2 separate regions of the Mus musculus genome follow, and region 2 is linked to region 1. A link is a contact called in public Hi-C data. All regions are on one chromosome and are shown on one strand. The core of a region is the stretch at or near the end of the contact, and the rest is flanking DNA. Distances in the headings are between cores, read along the strand shown. Region 1 has its middle 240 kb from the start of Gm41333. Region 2 has its middle 14 kb from the start of Gm22521.

Region 1 (2,972 bases), core at 130-2,629:
GGCAGGGCTCACTGATGAACTTTAGTGAGTATCATCTTCATGAGCATTATTTCCCTCGACATGGAAATGGAAACAACCATTACTATATTCTCTTGATGATAGTTTTCAAGTTTTTGTCGTTTGTTGTTATGCTTTGAGCTGGGTCTCATGTACCCCACATTGGCCTATAACTACATTACATTCTTAAAGGTAACCTTGCACTGCAGTTCTTTCTGCTTCTACTAGTCACTATCATGACTAATGCATGTAGGGCTGGAGACTGAACCCAGGGCTTCATGCATGCCTGGCAAGCATTCTACCAACTGAGCTACATCCTTAGCCTCTACTCCATTCTTGTTAAATGAAATAATGCAGATTAATAGTTAACTGACTCATCAATATCCCAGAATTCTATATATTAATAGCAAGAATGAGCAGCACGTTATAGTAAGATGAGAACATTTTGAATGGGTTGCCTCCCATCATAGTGAGGAAAACATCTGAGAAATGCCTGAAATGTGTTTTACATCAAAAACATTTACTTGTGAGTAGAAGGGTAGTCTGTTGACATGTGTGATTCATTTGGGCCAACATACTGACATAGATGGGTTTCACTCTTGAATCTGCTTGTTCTTGTAATTTTCTTCTTACTCATTAAAAAAAAAAAAAAAGGTTCTGACATGGGCCCAACATTTCCGCTAAATCATTCAAAGCCATGACATTTTAAGAAACCATTTGCACTTTCATCTCCCCTTAGTTCCACATCTAATTCTGGAGCTGACAGCCTGCCGTAGTGAATTCTCAAGCATACTTCCTGCAGTGAATTTTTATCATATGAGGGAAAGATCACTCTCCCTAGCCAAACGAGGGACAGTGAAGACACCTGGAGGTCCTGTTGTACGATTGATTTTAACAAGGACCTCGAGAAGATCAGGGGTAAAAGAGTATATATATATTTATATATATATATATTCTATAATATAAAAAGTCTCATCATGACCAACTTCAAATTGTCAAGGTGATATCACTGAACACCATAATGTTCAAACAGTACAAATACTGTTTTTCCATCACACATATGCAGTGCATAGAAATGACCTCAACATTATGGCTTAAAGAAAAGAAAAATGACAAGGAAAAATTTTCAACCTTCACTACCTCTGTCTTCAATGTAATTTACTTTCCGTTTTCTACAGTTTAATTTTAATACTGTCAGGATTTAACAAGCAGGCTGCAAAATTCCTCTAAAAAAAAAAAATCAACAACCAGCCCAGGTGTGCATCAGGACCCCCTGTGTAAAATACAAGGAGTACCACAAGCCATTCAAGCCTGCTGCAGACTAGGGTGTGGCTTGGGGGCCACCTGGTCTGCTTTCACAAGGCTGCTTCCTCATATGCAAAGTGAGTGAGAATCTCTGCTCATCAGAAGACAGCCTGGGGACCTTGTGCATACACAGGCAGAGCCCAGGGACTTTGTGCACAGCAGGCCCCCCAAAATGGAAGCCATTGCTCTCCACACATGTACATCCCAGAATTTTAGAATAAGTGGAGATTTCAAGCACTGTTTTAAGAGATGTAGGTGAGGGTGATGAAGAGTTTAGATGTTGCTCCCAAAGGGCAGCATACTCAACTCAAGGGGGACACACCTGATTTTAGATGCTCTGTGATTACCTATTTTTAGTTGTAAGAGTTTTATATTTGCTTTCGAGAGTTTTACTCTATATACGTATAACATGAAATCTTCTTAACTTCCTATTCCAAATGTGTCATGATTTATACATACACAACTTTTCTAATCAAATATACTTATTAAAAAGGAAAAATCATTTCATTTCAGTAAATAATAAAACAGACAGTGAACTGTTACTGTGAAAAAGGACATGGGTGTTCCATAAATGACAAAAGTTTATAGAACAGTGAGTAGACGTCTACATTGTACATGGTGCCATACAGCACAGAGAGTGGAGATGGGAAGCGGAAATGAGAGTCCATACAGATTTCTGCAATCACTGCTTAGGTCTGAGGAATCACTGAGTAAGCAGGAGAGAAGGGAGAGGGCGGTGGAATGTTGGTCATGTAGCACAGAGAAATTATTCAGGTCTCAATATAGAGCCTATCACCTGGAGGAATTTCATTTGAATTAAATCAACTCTGTCCATAAAAGGTCAAGAACTATGTCTATAAGATAAAGGACAGGATCTTCCTAGTGAACGATGTTCCATTAGTTAAGACAGGCCAGATTCTGATGCCACAGAGTACCCTCTTTCTGTTATATCCTCCTCTTTCATGTTAACTCTATCTCTATGAATGGTATAAAGTATTGGGTTGCATTTCTACGCATGCATATGATATATTTTGATTATATTCACCCTTCTGAGGCTATTTCTTACTACCCTTGCTCCTTCCTCTTTGCTTTCTTCACACCCCTAAAGATCTCTCTCTTACTTTAATGTCCTTTGCCTCTTTTTCAAGCCCAGCTAATTACCACACATGAAAGAAAATATGTGATATTTGTCAATGAGACCAGCCTACTATTCTTACCATGGTGTTCTCCAGTTCAGTCCATTTTCTTTGTCACTTTTAACTGGCATAATTTCATTCATATTTATGAAACCATAAAATGCATAGAGTGTATATACCTCATATGATACTTCAGAGGTAGCTGGTCCCTTAGAAAATAAGTAGTATCTCCAAAGGACAATGCAGAACTCATAGGAAAAAAAAAAGAAACATAAATAAAGTAAAAAATTTTCTCTCTCTCTCTCTCTCTCTCCCTCTCTCTCTCTCTCCCTCTCTTCCTCTCTCCCTCTCCCCTCTCTCCTCTCTCTTCTCTCTCCTCTCTCTCCCAGAATTTATGCAAAGAAATGTAAGAATCAAGTCTTCTTTACGTAGATTTTTGATTGTAAAACTGATCATTGGCTCCCTTGCAAAAACATTCTTTGATGACTTCTCGTGAGTCCATGTAACATTTTTGCTATAATCTATAAACCTATT
Region 2 (2,972 bases), core at 256-2,755, 380 kb before region 1:
TATTAATGGAAGTCGCTAACTGATATTTTAGTTGACACCCAATTAGAGAGAATATGGATGGGTTGAAAAACACCTTTCAAGGAGACTAAGCCATGAACACGGACAAACTATTGGAGTCTGGGGTGGGGTAGGGGAATGATTTGCAACGCCTAATAGAAGTCATTAACAGAGTATGTAATCTTTTACCTCTTTGCCCTTCTGAGAGGACATTTCCCCTCATTTTCCTTCTTGTCTTTCCTCACTTCTCCATGAGGTAGTGGAGATCTTTGGAGTAGAGCTCAGCATCTCCTTTCACACACAGGGCAGACAACAGATAGGGACTTAGACTCTGCAGTCAAGCACACTTAGATTTGAACACATGTCCTCCTTTTGAAAATGTGTGTGATCTGAGGCAAACAAGTGTCCTATTTCTTTATCTGCAAAACTGAAACAGGATAACGGTCTCACAGAAATGCATACAAAATTCTTAGACATAGGAAGCTCTGAGAATGCCTCCAATGCCTGTTATTCTTACTGACTTTATCTACACTGTGGTGGCTATCATTATCGTCTCCAACACCACGGTCTTCTTTAATCATTTTTGAAGAGTAAAACAGGAAGTTCATGGGTTTGAAGATTTTAATATCTTACTAAATTGTCACTTCGTCACTTTTTATATGTTTAGAAGTATATCTTGATCCATTTCCTTAAAGGAATTTGCTTTAAAAAATTTTATCAAGAGACTTATTTGATAGAGATTTTTTTTAATCAAGAGAGGATGTGAATTTGCATGAAGGAAGTACTAACAGGAATGTCTGTGCATCCCTACCTCAACACCTGGGCCAGCTGGGCCAGCTGGACCCAGGTAATGGCCTAAAGCAAACTAGTTAGGGAATCCCCTAACTAGGGATTGCCACCTGTGGCTTTTGGCAATATACTGATTAGTTTCTGCTTGCTATAGGGCAACTATGCAGTGTTAAGCACTGTGCCTTCCTTATTCCTAAGAATATAGATACCATTTTCATAATACTCTCTAAGCCCTAGGTTACTCTATCTAGACCATAGATGCCTCTAGAATAGGCTTTGCTGATCTGTGTGTTTTTAGGTCCAAGTGCATTGCCTTGCCTGGTGTCTAGAAGAAAGAATTACCGGAATGATGATCTGACAACTCTTACCTTATCTTTTCTCAGTCTCATTTTTCTGTTCCTCTTTTATCACAGAAGAGTCAAATACACTGGAATAGAGTCACCAATGTAAATAAACTCTCCTAAAATGTGCATGCAAACACACACACACACACACACACACACACACACACACACACACACATTCAACCAGCAAAGATAATCTGTTCAAGAGGTAGTGGGATAATATGATTGTTATTATGTTTACAATCTCTCCTCAAAGGAGCATGTAATAGCAATAAGAGCAATAAGATTCAGATGGACTTTAGGTCCTCAGCCCTAATATGGTCTTTCTAGTCAAGGGCTTGCAACTCTTTCTCGGTGTTCTTGATCTGGGGAAGCCCCAGGCAGGTGATTTACCACAGAGAACTACCCTGTTTCCACAAGAAGGATTGCTTGCATTCTTCTCTCAAGCCTTTCTTGGTGAAAAGTGCAAACACACCTCTTCCTTGTCATTCACAGATCTCAGGGGTCTTCCCCTTTCTCTTTCTCCTAACCCAGCTTTAGAATGTGAGTTCATTTTGGGCATTAGTGAGATGCATATTAATTCTAAAATAAAAAGCATAGTCTATATCTAATTGTAAATAGATGAGTCCTCCATGTTGCTGTATTGTCTTTTGTCTCCTAGATTAGTTTTATTTTTCCCAAACGAGAAATTAAAAAGTGTTTGCTTTGAGGCTAGTGGATGGTACATATTAGGTCTAGGAACAGAAACATGTTACATATTGAGATCATGTGAGTGTGCATGTGCACTTGGGAAATAGATAAAATCTTTGTACCGGGCATCATGCAGCACATTATATAATACTATGTCTGTCTGTCTATCTGACTGTCCATCTGTCTATCTGTCTGTCTGTCTGTCTCTCTCTCTCTCTCTCTCTCTCTCTCTCTCTCTCTCTGTGTGTGTGTGTGTGCATGCACACATTCATCTTACTCATCTTTGTGTTTCTCTCTGTGCTGATCACTATCTCATGAATCTTTTTGGCAAAGGAAGGTAAGTTTAATGATGGAGACATGTTGTGCATGCCTTGACAAAGGTTTCTTTATTTTTCTTTATTTTTTATTGGTTATTTTATTTATTTACATTTCAAATGTTAACTCCCTTCCCAGTTTTCCCTTTACAAGCCCTTCCCTCCTGCTTCTATGAGGGTGTTCCCCCACCTATCCACCCACTCCCTAGCATTCCCCTATACTGGGGCATCGAGCCTTCACAGGACCAAGGGCCTCTCCTTTCCCATTGATGCCCAACAAGGCCATTATTTGCTATGTATGCAGCTGGAGCCATGGGTCCCTCCATGGGTACTCTTTGGTTGAAAGTTTCTTTTTAAAATTGAATATCATTCATTTGTCTTGTGACAGATTGACGCATGGAAATGATGCACCTTGGGCATATGCATCTTAACTGTTCTCTCCTACTTACCCCAGATATGCCCAACTATTCCTTCCCAACTCCCCAAGGTATCCATTCCCAGTACTCTCTTCTCCCCACTTCACACTGTCTCCTTAACCCCCTGATCTCAGTGGGTTCTGGCTGTTAGAATGTAGACCCATTGTGTTGGCTTGATCATTTGCAGTGAGTTCATGAGTACAATGTCCACATCATGTCCTAAAGACAGCATTTTACAACACTATTTCCTATCCTTTAACTTTATATATTCTCTCTGTCCCTCTCCTACGATCTTACTTGAGCCTTGAGAATGGCAGTACAGATGTCCCTCTTCTTGTTTAGCATCCAGTAGAAATTTATCTTCAGCAATTTGACCAGTTGCAAGTCTCTACTTTGACCACTGCTCTCCACATAGAGAAGCA

Evidence for each region. Hi-C and Micro-C count contacts between places; a contact is called where the count stands out from the background.
Region 2: a contact with region 1 is called in a Hi-C map of the CH12 cell line, with 1.9 times the contacts expected there. The contact joins two enhancer-like sites. A contact is called at or near these places in 2 of 39 promoter capture datasets (embryonic stem cells and liver), 1 of 15 datasets of contacts at CTCF or cohesin (pro-B cells), 8 of 484 Hi-C or Micro-C datasets (the CH12 cell line and embryonic stem cells) and 1 of 115 datasets of contacts at active chromatin or transcription factors (CD8 T cells).

What each region holds. Positions count from the first base shown.
Region 1 is chr15:62,429,733-62,432,704 of GRCm38.p6, reverse strand. No RefSeq gene overlaps it. Among named protein-coding and RNA genes, the nearest start is that of Gm41333, 240 kb to the left of the region's middle. Within about 2 kb of position 1,379, at least 11 of the 459 cell types and tissues checked have an H3K27ac peak or open chromatin away from gene starts, as enhancers often do. A contact at or near this core is called in the CH12 cell line, where this site is marked.
Region 2 is chr15:62,806,159-62,809,130 of GRCm38.p6, reverse strand. No RefSeq gene overlaps it. Among named protein-coding and RNA genes, the nearest start is that of Gm22521, 14 kb to the right of the region's middle. Within about 2 kb of position 1,505, at least 20 of the 459 cell types and tissues checked have an H3K27ac peak or open chromatin away from gene starts, as enhancers often do. A contact at or near this core is called in the CH12 cell line, where this site is marked.